Regions from separate parts of the Sus scrofa genome. Here region 2 is linked to region 1. Evidence: chromatin contacts called from public Hi-C data. All regions are on one chromosome and are shown on one strand. Each heading gives the region's core, a stretch centred on a gene start, on an enhancer-like site or on the middle of the called end of the contact. The rest is flanking DNA. Distances are from core to core; before and after follow the strand shown. Region 1 holds the start of WBP4 (WW domain-binding protein 4). Region 2 overlaps ELF1 (ETS-related transcription factor Elf-1).

What was found. A called contact is a pair of places that touch in the nucleus more often than the background predicts.
Region 2: a contact with region 1 is called in a Hi-C map of liver, with 4 times the contacts expected there. The contact joins the enhancer-like site here to the promoter of WBP4 in region 1. A contact is called at or near these places in 1 of 5 promoter capture datasets (liver), 9 of 47 Hi-C or Micro-C datasets (blood, fetal liver, heart right ventricle and 4 more) and 2 of 2 datasets of contacts at active chromatin or transcription factors (alveolar macrophages and skeletal muscle).

The regions. Positions count from the first base shown.
Region 1 is chr11:25,767,258-25,773,946 of Sscrofa11.1, reverse strand. WBP4 (WW domain-binding protein 4) reads left to right here and starts at 1,392. Exons shown (of 10, transcript XM_021065642.1): 1 at 1,392-1,624; 2 at 3,120-3,192; 3 at 5,016-5,078; 4 at 5,165-5,288. The coding sequence starts at 5,228. It overlaps ELF1 (ETS-related transcription factor Elf-1), which reads right to left and starts at 1,857. Exons shown (of 9, transcript XM_021065635.1): 1 at 1,339-1,857. TRNAE-UUC (a tRNA gene) reads right to left here and starts at 1,308; the gene lies at 1,237-1,308.
Region 2 is chr11:25,825,448-25,832,795 of Sscrofa11.1, reverse strand. All of the region lies in intron 1 of ELF1 (ETS-related transcription factor Elf-1), which reads right to left. Among named protein-coding and RNA genes, the nearest start is that of TRNAE-UUC, 56 kb to the right of the region's middle. Within about 2 kb of position 1,590, at least 21 of the 83 cell types and tissues checked have an H3K27ac peak or open chromatin away from gene starts, as enhancers often do. A contact at or near this core is called in liver, where this site is marked.

The DNA.
Region 1 (6,689 bases), core at 143-2,642:
CACAAGCCGCACTTTTTCCTTCTTCATTTGCTCCCAGAGACCCAAGAGACTAAACATTAGGGCTCACCCCATTTTTCTAATGTCAGCCCGCATTTAAGATAACGCTTTTGTCTCATGTACAGCTCACATGCTGCTGACACAGCTGCCCCTTCTTTGTAATAAACACAGGGCTTCTATATTTAAAAATACAGTGAAACTTTGTTGTAACATCCCCTCCCGTCTCCAGCCAATTTTCTCTTCCAAGCCCCACCTCCAACCCCAGGATTCTCTATCGGCGGCACTCAAAACGTTAGACCTTTGTGCAAAGACAAGTTTCTTTAAAGACAACTCATCCTAGTGGTATTTCTCTTTTCCACTGTGTGTGTGTGTGTGTGTGTGTGTGTGTGTGTGTGTGTGTTGGGATTGGGGGGATGGGGGCGGAGAATGGGACAGATGCCCTGCCCCAGAGGCCTTCCGAAGCCAAGGCACTCAAGTCTGTGGCTCTGGAGTCTGGGGTAGTTTTGTGAACCACGGCCAGCGACCCGACGTCCAGTTGGGAGGACCTCGCAGGCCGGCCTCGGGGCGGGGCTCCGGCGCCGCGGGAGCCCCGGGTGGACACGCGGCCGATGGGGCGGCCGCGGGCAGCGGCGCGGTGGCGAAATTGGTGCCCGCGGGCATCGGAGATCCCCCGCCCGCCCTCGGCTCCCCCCAGCCCTGCCCGGGGGCTGCCTTGGGGCGGGGGTGTTTCTAGTAAACACCCGGCCAAGATAAGGAGGACTTGCGAGCCAGGCGAGGGCTCCCGGAGGCCGAAGGCTGGGGACAAACACTCCCCGCGTCGCTTGGGACCGTCAGAAGGGGGCGGCCGAGGAGGAGGGTGTGGGCCCGAGGTGGGGCGCTGGGGGCAGATAAGGCGAGGCCGGAGTTAATCATCACCTCCCGAGCGTTTGGAAAGGGACGGCCCGGGGACTGGAGGAGCTGGAGGGCGGCCCGGGGAAAGTGAAACTCCTTCCTCGCGGCTCAGCCCCGCCAGGCTCCAGCGGGAGCACCGGGACCCTGAGCGTGGTCGCTCCGCCAGCCCGGCCGGCGCAGCACTCGTGGCTCCCAAAGCCGCAGCCCAGATCACGGCGTCTCTAACAAGTACACTAAAGCGAGTTTTCCACCGTATCACCCACCAAAAGAAGGGAGAAAAAGAGCCAGAGCCATTGGAAATAAAATAAAAGTTACCCCCAGGGCCCATTTCTAAAAGTGGTTGCAACGTTCCCATACCGGGAGTCGAACCCGGGCCGCCTGGGTGAAAACCAGGAATCCTAACCGCTAGACCATATGGGAAGTGCTGCTGAGAGCACGGCGGTGACTCACCTGACAAGCGCAAACGCTGCCTCTGTTCCGTCTCTACCTCCCGCCACCATCCGAGCCGCCGCCGCCGCCGCTGTTGCTTGCTGCCCACGCGCTCGCGAGCCAGGGAACGCGCCCGTCCCGAGCGCGCGGGCGTCCCGGGGGCGGGGCGGGGTCGCTCCGCCGCCTCGGGAAAGTTTTGAGGCCAAGCTCCACGAGTCGCGGTCCTGAAACCAACTGTTTCACCTCTCTTTTTTGAACTCCGCCAACAGCCCCCAGCCTACAGGTCCGGGCTGCTCCGCTGGTCAAAGTGCGTGCGGACTAGTTGGCAAAGTTGAGGGCGGCGACGTCTCTGGGAACAGCTGTTTGCGTTCGGGGCGGAGGCGGCGCGCGAGCTCCTGGGCCACGGGCCAGCGAGCCTAGAAGAAGGGTGGAGGTTCTGGATCCCAGGGGGAGAGAGAGAGAAAAAAAGGAGAGATGACGCGGGGACGTGAGGCTCGAGCTTCCCGGCCTTCAGCTCAGGTCCCGTCGCGCTTTCGCCCCTTCTCGGTGACCTCAACCCCTTTATAGCGACCCCACCTCTCCGGAGCCGGGAGTACCGCCCCTGGAGGAGGAGGGGAAGGGGAGGAGATTTCAAACGCGGATTGAGTCGTCTGGGCACCCGTAGTTGGGAACCGGGGAGCACTGGTCCGGAGGAAGGAGGGAGGCGTCCGGGGCTCGGAGGCTCCGGTGGGCCTCGCGGTGATCCGGGCTCGGACTCTCCCTGTGTGGGGCACGCGAGCCTTAATCGGACCCGGGGGCGACCCGCGGAGCGGCTGGTCCAGTCATGTGAGTCAGGTCTCAGGCTCTAAACAAGGAGGTCTTGTTTCTCCGGGAGGCCCTTTCCCCGCCGGGTCTCTTCCTCCGCCACCACCCCCTCTCCCCCCGCCCGCGGCCGGGGGCGTGACGGACGCTCTCTTAACTCGCTCGGGACCGGCGGCCGACTGGCGGGGCCGGTTCTCCGTGCGGCGTAGGGATGCTACCCCGCGGAGCGCCCTGGGGGCCTGGAGTACGGACCCCTGGAGGGAGGCTGGCGGCCTCTGGAGGTTGGACGGCCGCCGGGATGCTACGGAGCGCTCCCTCCACCTAGCGGGTCGGAAGCCGCGAGCATCCTTTTCGTTTCTCTCGAGCTGGAACCCCGGGGTATTGTGAAAGTATAGGGCTGGACCGCGGCCACCGCTGCCTCCTCCCATCACTAGAAGCGGGCAGCCCTGGTGAGCTTCTAACTTTTTTTAGTTTTTGGTTTTACCGGCTGAGAGATCCTTTGGCTTTTCCAACTCTCTTTTTCTTCCCCTGAGGCTCAAATTGTATTAACTGATGGTCTTAGAGGGATCACAGTCACGCATTGGAGGCGTCTTCTGCTTTGTTCTTTGGGTGGAAATAACGTGATTTAAAGCAAACTTTACGAGTTTCTTCATGCCTCCATTGCCGTAACCTCCAAAAATTCCAGAAAGGAGTCGAAGGGATAAGTAATCTTCTCCAAGATGATCTTTATTTCTTCACGCGGATGACAGTAAAAAATGAGAAATTTTGTTTAAGCTGTTTCGTTTAGGAGACTTTTAAAGCCGATGCAGACTTTTTCTACTCCACTGGCAATAGAATTATAGTTGATTGCTTTCAATCAGCTAAATAATGAAGCAGGGTGCTGTGTGTAACAAGACAAGATTCAGTAGCAGTGCCTTATATTTCGGCCTCTTTAAGATGTAAGTCATGTAAAAATCTTTTTAAATTCTAAATGAACTTAAACTTATTTTTCTCTTTTCCAGGGCAGACTACTGGAAGTCACAACCAAAGAAATTCTGTGATTACTGCAAGTGCTGGATAGCAGACAATAGGCCTGTATGATAATTCCTCTATTCCTCTATTATTAGAGATTCTAATAATAATAAAGTCTTTCTTTCTGACTTAAACTCAGAGCTTACAAAACACTTTCATATACATTGCTCTTGACTTTTCAAAACATGAGCAATTTCTATTGTCTTTTCATTCTTAGTAGGGAAGCTGTGAGCCTTCTTTTTCATCAGCCCAAATTTGATTATATACTAAGCCAAATTATTTCTCTGTGGCCCTTCAGTCACATTCAGGAACTGGACAATGAGTGGGTAATCGCATTCATGTGTATGCAACACCTACATTTATAATGGTGCTGTTTGTAATATTGTCGTATACAAAGAAAAATAAAAGCAGAGAGTCCTTAATGAGTAAAAAGAAACATTATCTTAGCTAGTCTTGTATTTTTCTTGCTCTAGAGATAGCTAAATGTATTTGATACAGAACAAATATAAATGGATGCTTATTTTGAAAGAACATCAATAACTTTGTCATGGAATATGAAAATAGCAACCTTTAAGCAATTATTACTGTATCTCTTAATATCTACTGTATCTCTCATTCAATTTTTAAGACATAAAACGAGGAGTTCCCATTGTGGCTCAGCAGTAATGAACCCAACTAATATCCATGAGGATTCAGGTTCAATCTGTGGCCTTGCTCAGTGAATTAAAGGATCCAACCTTGCCTGTGAGCTGTGGTGTAGATCACAGACAAGGCTTGGATCCTACGTTGCTGTGGCTGTGGCATAGGTTGGCAGCTGCAGCTCCGATTTGACCCCTAGCCTGGGAACCTCTGTATACTGCACATGTGGCCCTAAAAAGCCAAAAAAAGAAAAAAGACATAAAAAGTACCATTGATTTCTTCTGTCCATCTCATGCTTGTCATTGTACTATATACGTAGCTCATAAATGATAGAGTATTTTGGCCATGCCTAGGGCATGCTGAAGTTCCCAGGCCAGGGATTGAACTGGCGCCTCCGCTGTAACCCTAGCCATAGCAGTGACCTGGATCTTTAATTCACTAGGCCACCAGGGATGTTTTAAATGTTATATGTATTCTTTTTTTTTCTTATTATGGCACATTAGCATATGGAAGTTCCCCAACCAGAGGTTGAATTGGAGCTGCATCTGTGAACTATACCTTAGTTTGTGGCAATGCTAGATCCTTAACCCACTGAGCCAGGCCAGGGCTGGAACTGCCATCCTCACAGAGTCATTGGGTGCTTAACCCACTGAGCCACACAATAGGAACTTCTAAATGTTTTATATATTTATATCCTATTACTTGGTAGAGATGGATGCAAAAAAGAATAGGGGGCCTTATCTTTAACTTTTTTTTTTCTTTTGTCTTTTTAGGGCCGTCCATGGCATATGAAAGTTCCCAGGCGAGGGGTCAAATTGGAGCTGTAGTTGCTGGCCTACGCCAGAGCCACAGTGATGCCACATCTTAGCCACGTCTGCGACCTATACCACAGCTCACAGCAACACTGGATCCTTAACCCACTGAGCGAGGCCAGGGATCGAACCCACAACCTCATGGTTCCTAGTCGGATTCCTTAACCACTGAGCCAGGACAGGAACTCCTGTCATGGTTTATTTTAAGCACCAAAGGAAACCTTGTCAGAAGGCATAATAATGAATAATATGGTTCTGCTCCCTAGTATCATTTGATGAAAGGGGCCAATGTGCATTAAAATTATTTTCATCTTTTCTGCCAGTTGTCGTAGTTTGCATTTTGTTATGTTCCATTTCTACATTTACTGTTGCTTTGCTGTAAACATTATAATGTGTAGTTTTCCTTTGAAATTTCTCTCTTTTTTCATTTTCAAGAGTGTCGAATTTCACGAAAGAGGAAAGAATCATAAGGAAAATGTGGCAAAAAGAATCAGCGAGGTAATCTAGTTTCTTTCTTTCTTCGCCAGTTTTTCTCTGCGAATATAACCCCTCTATCTAGCTTTCACTTTTATATATCTTAACAGATTAAACAGAAAAGCCTGGATAAGGCAAAGGAAGAAGAAAAGGCATCAAAGGAGTTTGCTGCAATGGAGGCCGCTGCCCTGAAAGCATACCAAGAGGATTTGAAAAGGCTTGGCTTAGAGTCAGGTAAAAAAGCAGCCAGCATGTTTTAAAAGTAACATCAGAGGTCATGCTAAGTCACCTGTTATTGTTCCCATAAAGAAGTTATACACTCGGGTATACTCTCAGGGCTTTTCGTGTGCATCACAGCCCTATTTAGACTGTGGAACTTTGCTCGTGCACTTTTTTTTTTTTTTTTTAGTGCCTCAGGTGTGGCATATGAGAGTTCCCAGGCTAGGGGTCTCATCAGAGCTGCAGCTGCCAGCATACACCACAGCCACAGCAACGCGGGATCCGACGCCGCATCTGTGACCTACACCACAGCTCATGGCAACCCCAGATCCTTAACCCACTGAGTGAAGCCAGGGATCGAACCTTCATCCTCATGCATACTAGTCAGGTTTGTAACCCTCAGAGCCATATTGGGAACTCCTGCGCCTGCACTTTTATTTTGCTTTTAAATCTTCATGTTTCAATACCTCCATTCATAACAGAAGTACTACCCTGGTGATTGCCTCGTCCTCCATCTCTCTTAGGTCAGTGGTTCATTGCAGAGACACTTGAGTTTTTTAGGTATTCTAATTTATTTTCATAAATGAATCTATTCATTTAAAAATGTCAAAGTGGTCAGGTGGTCAAAACTATGCATCATGTGTATTTATAGAGTGAATTAGCCTTTTATGGACAAATTTAACTGACGTATACTAGTAGAGGGTAGACTTTTTTTTTACTTTTTAATTTTTTATTGAATATATTGGACATGTAACACTGTGTAATTTTCAAGTGTACATTGTGTTACTTTGGTACATTTATTGAAATATGATTGCCCTTGTAATGTAATATTTATACCACATAATTATAGTACCATATCATTGTCTACAGTTATTACACTATGCATTAGATTTCTGGCTTATCTCCTACTCATTACAAGTTTGTACCTTTAAACACATCAGTCTTATCCTTCTATCCCTTAACCCCCGTTAAGTACCATTTTGCTCTGTTTTTCGCAAGTTTGACTTTTTTAGATGCCAGAGAAGTGATAGCGAGCAGTATCTTTCTGTGTTGGGCTTAATTTCACATAGCATTAATGTGCCCAAGGTTCGTCCATGTTGCCACAAATGGCATGATGCCCTCCTTTCTCACTGCTGAATTTTTTTACACACACAGGTGCATGCCCATGCACTCACCGCATCTTTTTCTTTTTTCTTTTTGGGGCTGCCCCTGCGGCATATGGAAGTTCCCAGGCTAGGAATCTAATCCGAGCTGCAGCTGCCGGCCCACACCCCAGCCTCAGCAATGCCAGATCGGAGCCTCATCCGTGACCTACACCAAAGCTTGGGGCAATGCGGGATCCTTAACCCACTGAGCAAGGCCACGGATCAAACCCCGCATCCTCATGGATCCTAGCCAGGTTCTTAACGCAAAAGG
Region 2 (7,348 bases), core at 341-2,840, 59 kb before region 1:
TGAATTTACTGACTGTAAACATAAAACCCTTAGCTGCACCGCTGGCTACTACAACCAATTCAAATGGTTAATTTCTGTGTATCTTATTATAAAAAGATTTCATGTATTATAAACATAGGAGAGTCAAAATCAGTTTTTAATGCTTTTCACACTTGCTGCTTTAATCCCTAGCCGAATGCAAATTTAAGCTTCCTTCAAAAGGGCTTTAAATACAAGGGCCTATAAACCCATAATTCATAATGATATTTTTAAGAAAATCATTGCTACCCCTTGGAAGTCACTAAGCCATCAACGCCTTACGTTCAACAAGAAAATTGAAAAAAAGGAACCAATCAAACAAAATAAAAAGCAAAAATCTTTTAGATTAGACATCAGTTCTGGCCCAAAGAAGGTAAAATACACCAGCTTAGTCAATGGATGAATGACTACCTTTAATTTGAATGACTTTCTAATAAAATATTCAGATTGTGTATTTATATTTATCATTATATTCATATTTCTAGGGCTGGGAGTATCTAAAGAACTGGAATTTTGTAGCAACTTCAGACATCAAGTACCTGAATGGACAGTATTTTTATATGAAGAGAGAACCGAATAAACAGCTCTTTTCAACATACAGACATACCCCTCCTAAGAAGAGCAAACATATTTAGAAAACCCAAGACACCAGAAGAAATACAACAAAAATGAAAGACAGTAGAGTAAGACCAGTGAGAGCAGAGAGGCTAGTCAAGTTAGAAATGAGAGGCAAGCAATAAACCCATAAAGTGTAATGACTGAAATTCTTAAGTAAAAGACCATAGTTGGGCCTTTTCAGATGTTTTCCAGTATAACAGAATGCTTTATATGAGCTCCCAGCCAGAAGTGAAAATAATAAATCAGTGTTATCAAGATAAATACTATACCATCTTCCAAGGGCCTGTGGAGTCTCAATCTAAAAAAGGGTGGAATCAGGTGCTTTTCGAGCTGAAAAAGATCTAAGAATCACCTAGGACAAGGCATTCACTGAAAAGTTAGAGAATTTTGGCCTAGAGCCCTCTGGCTTGTCCAAGGTCCCCTAGACAGTTAATGGCAAAGAACCAAACAATTCTCTACTTTTCCCCAATTCCCAGCATTAATTGTCTACTTACACCCCTGTATCTACATGAATAGATCATGAGTATTTTTCACAGTGGATTATCTGGATAAATGAAGATGTTCTCAGAAGTACCAGCTATATTACCACCTATGTCATGTAAGTAGCCAGCCTGCTTTAAAGCATCTTTCATTGAAGGGGAGGCAGGGGAAATGAAGTACCTAGATCTTTTTCGGAAGGAGAGCTCTTATCTCCACCCGAATGAAACACAAACTGAGGTTTTTGTATGCTGGTGACACACGCAAAGCTGCAGGAGGCCTTGGACATCTGAATAAGCTCACCTTAGCTTCACCATGTTAAAATGAAACAAACAAAAAACCCACAAAGTCAATACGCTCAAGGGAATAGGCTGAGGTGCCTCTGCTCCACCTTTTTGCTGACACCCCAGAACAGTTCCAGGAGTCGGAGGGCAGGCTGCAATTACTCACCACCCAGACCTGAAAGGCCGGTTCTTGCACATTGCTCTCCACCTCCCATCATTGGCCTCTTGGGCCTACCTGGTGTCAGATTACACTCAGGCAGCCTTGGTAGCACCTTGCAAAACGGCCAACCAGATCTCATACCTAGACCTGTTCAGACCTGTGGTCTCAAGATTAACCCTTTTTCTGAGCATGTTCTCAAAACAAGAGAATTTAAAACCAAAGAGAAATAGCCAACAGTGATCAGACACCGTTTTCTTCGCCTTGGTGGCGAAAAAATGTTTTACTTTCTCCAAATGGCTGAAAGTGATAACTGTCAAAAAGTCATTAATCTGGTGCTTTCATTATGCAAATAAACTGATTGAAGGAACTTTCCTCCCTGCAGCGCCCAAACACCGACAAAAACACACCTATCCAGGGAACACGAACATGCTAAAATGTACTTGTCAGCAAGACCTGTTTGGGCAGCTGAAAAATTTCTTTCTATAACAAACAAGAATCAGCTTGAAAGAAAACTGTTTTGTTTCTGTGGCTGGTTTATTCCCTTATTTAATATTTTCATCTTCGGAGAAAAGGTATGCTCTAGACTGCCCTACCCTGAGAATACAGCAGATACCCCCCCAAATGAAAAGATGGGCAACTTGCTTCTCTACTTAAAGCTAATCAGTGGCTTCCACTACCCATAAGAAAAACTTCAAATGCATGAACAGAGCTTCATGCCCCAAAAAGATGTAGGAAAAATGCAGCCAGTCATCTGAACGTCTGGGCTGGAAGACTGAAGAGGTACAGGCCACCGACCAAGCTTAAAAGAACACCTCTGTCACAATTTTACGACTCTTCACTCCAATCTCAAAAACAGGTATTCCAGCATTTTTGCATTTTATAGTCCCGCATGGCTTCCTACCCTACCCCGTTTTATTAAAGAAACCGAAGTCAGCTCTGCCTCAACTTCTCCCAACTCCTTCCCAGGCTTCCTCTGTCCTCCCTGAGAGGCTCAACCCAGACCTCCTCACACCTTCCTGGGTGATCATGACCTTTTGTACCTGTGGCATTTTAGGGGCCCCTTCCAGGTCACAGCAGAACCAGACTTGAGAATATAAACTCTAGGAGTTCCCGCCGTGGCGCAGTGGCTAACGAATCCGACTGGGAACCATGAGGTTGTGGGTTTGATCCCTGGCCTTGCTCAGTGGGTTAAGGATCTGGTGTTGCTGTGGGCTGTGGTGTAGGTGGCAGATGCAGCTTGGATCCCGCGTTGCTGTGGCTCTGTTGCAGGCCAGGGGCTACACCTCCGATTCGACCCTTAGCCTGGGAACCTCCATATGCCATGGGTGCAGCCCTAGAAAAAGACAAAAATAATAATAATAATAATATAAACTCTACACTGAGAACTAACTATGTCTAGATACTTACATCGCAACACGACAATGGGAAGAAAAATTCTGTAAACATGTATGTGTAACTTGGTCCCCATGCTGTACAGTGGGAAAAAAATTAAAATAAAATTTAAAAAATAAGAAAATTAAAAATAAAAATATAGTGGACACCTTTAAATAAAAAAAAGAACATAAACTCTGGAGAAGCCAAACACTGTCACTGTTCCTCAGGCCATCAACAAATCTGATGGACCCAGACCCTCGTGCACAAAACCTCCTGCTCCCTGCATGTAGAAGACCCCTAATTTCATAGCATACCCCATTTTCTTCTTTAAATAATAGAAATCTATGTTGAATAAACTTGGATATGATCCAACAATCCTGATGCTTCAGGCCAGGATCCTTCAGATGGGATTCTTCCCACCACCACCCTCGTTAACTGGAGCTCACGTAAGAAGCTAAACTCAATGACACCCAAAATACTAGAGGCAGTAAAAGCGCAAGATGAGAGATGAGAAGGTAGAAGGAAGGGCATGAGCTTAGGATAAATTACACATAAAAGTTTGTATTTTCCTACTGTACAAATTTTAGACTGAAGCACACTTTAAGTACCATGCTCAGTACTATAAAGATTGATCATACAGAACAGTTCCAGTTTTAGGCCCTCCATCTTTGATAAATTCTCAATTTTTAAATCCTTTGAATCCATTTTCGTTACCGTTAATGAAAGTACACCGACGACCCTTGTATGAGGTTTTCTCCCATAGGAAACAGTTTTCTTATGCTCATCTGATGTCCTTGCAGAGCTAATCCCAGGATCCTAGCACATCCATGTGCAGAAGAAACTATGCTTCGACGGAGACTTGGTGGAAAATATATGGATGAAGAGTTACTGACGGTCCCCCTAAGCTCAGCACTGTGGGAAGTACAAGGAGATAACGCATGGCCTTGTTCCCAGGATGCTCATGATCCAGTTTGGGAAACAAGATCAAGAGAGACAACAATTGAACACCAAAAGTATTTCATGAAACACCAGGAAAACTGGCCAATAGGGCAGCATTTCAGGAGAGGGGATGGTCAAATGGGTCAAGACAATGAAGGGCCTCAACTTGACCTTCAAATGAGTTGGGTCTACCGCCTCACCACCCTGAACACGCAATCTCACCTGATCTTGGAAGCTAAGCAGGGTTGGGCCTGGGTGATACTGGGATGGTTGGACGGGAAACTGTCCAAGAATGTTGGCGTGCTGTGGGCTTTAAAGAAAAAGGGAGGTACAGAGTTCCCGTCGTGGCTTAGTGGTTAATGAAGCCGACTAGGAACCATGAGGTTGTGGGTTCGATCCCTGGCCTCGCTCAGTGGGTTAAGGATCCGGCGTGGTCGTGAGCTGTGGTGTAGGTTGCAAACGCATCTCAGATCCCTTGTGGCTGTGGCCGTGGCCTAGGCCAGTGGCTACAGCTCCGATTGGAACCCTAGCCTGGGAACCTCCATATGCCACGGGAGGCGGCCCTAGAAAAGGCAAAAAGGCAAAAAGACAAAAAAAAAAAAAAAAAAAAAAAAAAAAAAAGTGAGGTAGGATGTAGAGAGACGATGGGGGAGGGGAAAGATAATAAAGTAGAGGGTATATATGTACCTGTGTTCAATCATGTGTTTCCCCGTGTGTGTGTGTGTGTGTGTGTGTGTGAAGGCTGAGACACGAAAGAATGAAAAGGATCAAAATTGACCCAAGCAGGAGTTCCCATCATGGCATAGTGGAAACAAATCTGACTAGGAACCACGAAGTTGTGGGTTCGATCCCTGGTCTTGCTCAGTGGGTTAAGGATCTGGCATTTCCGTGAGCTGTGGTGTAGGTCACAGACATGGTTCAGATCCCACGTGGCCGTGGCCGTGGTGCAGGCTGGTAGCTACAGCTTTGATTCTACCCCTAGCCTGGGAACCTCCATATGCCACGGGTGTGGCCTTAAAATTTAAAAAAAATTTTAAAAAATTAAAAAAAAAAAACCTGACCCAAGTACATTTGGAGACATTTTAACAACTAGATAACAGCGAAGAAGTGGCAATGGGAAATGGTAGAAAATGTGCTTTTTAAAGCAACGCAAAACCAAATTATGGAGAGTCCTGAAAGCCAGGCAGTGGAATTTAGGCTTGATTTGGAAAGAAAAAGTGGCAAGTTCCTGGAGCTTTTCAAAGCTGGTTGCAACAACGGAGTGTGGTCCCCTGATTATAAACCCCAGTGCAAGTCACATATGTGGGATACGGTAACTACCATCCAAAAATAATGAGAACGGCTTAAACAAACATTACGGAGCCTGATTGCTACACTGATAACTTCTAGCCACCAATGTGTATACTATCCTCCTTAAATTCTTCATTAATTACTTTGTAACAGAGATCCTCAACAAGGATTTGTAAACCACTCATAGTGTGGGGAAATTATTTAAAACAAAAATCAATCACTGCACTAGTTCACTGAGAGTTTTTATTCTTTGCCTAAGAATTGAAAGGGAGAGAGAGGAAGATAAGATTTTCCAGAAGATATGACTTATCGCCACGCAATCCTCCTTAGACGTTACTCAACTGAACATCAAAACTGTCCTACATCCAGAGTTCCCGCTGTGCTGCAAAGAGATCCTCAGCATCCTGCAGCACCAGGACGCAGATCCCTGACCTGGCACAGCGGCTTAAAGGATCCAGTGTTCCCACAGATGTGGTTCAGATCTGACTCATGGCCCAGGGAATGCCATATACCACAGGGCAGCCGAAAAGGAAAAAAAAATCTTATATCCATTTGGATAGCAGAGATACTTTGAAATATATGAACTAGTTGCATTTATGGAGAACTGCATCTTGCCATTTATAGTATCGAACAGTCTGAATGGATGATGCTGATTTACTCGGTGAAGAAGGGTGACATGCATGACAGATCAAAGTACCAGAGGCACTTAATAGAGACGTCTATCACCACCTTTCAAGGAATCTTCACTTTCTTCCAGGATGATGTTGAGAAGGGAGATGCTCCTGGAGTGCCTCCCGTGGCGTAGCAGAAATGAGTCTGTCTAGGAACCATGAGGTTTTGGGCTCCATCTCTGGCCTCGCTCAATGGGTTAAGAACCTGGTGTTGCAGTGAGCTGTGGTGTGGGTCACAGATGGGGCTCGGATCTGCTGTGGCTGTGCCTGTGGTGGAGGCCGGCAGCTGTAACTCTGATTCGACCCCTGGCCTGGGAACCTCCATATGCCGTGGGTGCAGCCCTAAAAAGACCAAAAAAAAAAAAACTTGCTTTCGTAGAGGTAACAGGCACTTAGGTTTTTAAAAACACTTTCACATGAAGACACATCCAGAAATTGTACAACAACAAAATAAAGTCCACGTACATTATTATCTGTTGGTAATATCTAATGCCTAATAAGTGGTTTACAATCTCTAAAGCAGAACACTATACTACTTTACTTAATTCTTAAACATCTCTAACAACCCCTGATGTTTCTGCGTAGAAGCAAAAAAACATGACACTTATTATCCTCAAGGCATTTGAGAAAGAGAGGACAACAGCAAATTAGGAAATAAGTCAAAGAAAATAATAACTACTACTCGTGTGCACCAGGCCTTATGCTAAAGAACTTTGCTTTCTCTGTCATTGAAACTTCCTATCAGTAATAACCGCAGATTGAGAGAGCCAATCCAATAAGGGCAAGGACTCTGTCATGGTCACCACACTCCCATGGCTTACACAGATGGCCTAAGACAAATGTGCGCCAAAGGAATACTCGAGATGCTCAGAGTCTGAGCACCTGGCTGGCTTCAGCTCACCCTCATGCATCTACTACCTGCCGAACAAACACCCAGTGCGTACCTACAATACGCCAGACTCTGTTCTAGCTGGAAGGAAGACAGCAGTGAATAAAAACAGATCACAATTCCTGCCTTTGCAGGGCTGCTTTTTTGTTTTTTGTTTTTGTTTTTTTTGGTCTTTTTGCCATTTCTAGGGCCGCTCCCACAGCATATGGAGGTTCCCAGGCTAGGGGTCCAATTGGAACTGTAGCCACTGGCCTATGCCAGAGCCACAGCAACGCAGGATCCGAGCCGCATCTTCAACCCACACCATAGCTCACGGCAACGCCAGATCCTCAACCCACTGAGCTAGTCCAGGAATCAAACCTGCAACCTCATGGTTCCTAGTCGGATTCATTAACCACTGCACCACGACGGGAACTCCTGCGGGGCTTCTAATCTAGTGATCTTAATGTTCCCCTTCAAAACATTCCACTTGAAAAATGTGCAATGGACATCAACACAGGTTATCTTACAACCTGTGAACAGAAACTCCGCCCCCTTCCTTCCAGATCTACCTCCCAGCCACCGCCCTGTCCTTGATAACTGGACACAGAAAATGTGACCTCTCCAACTCTAAGCGGAGAGTAAAAAT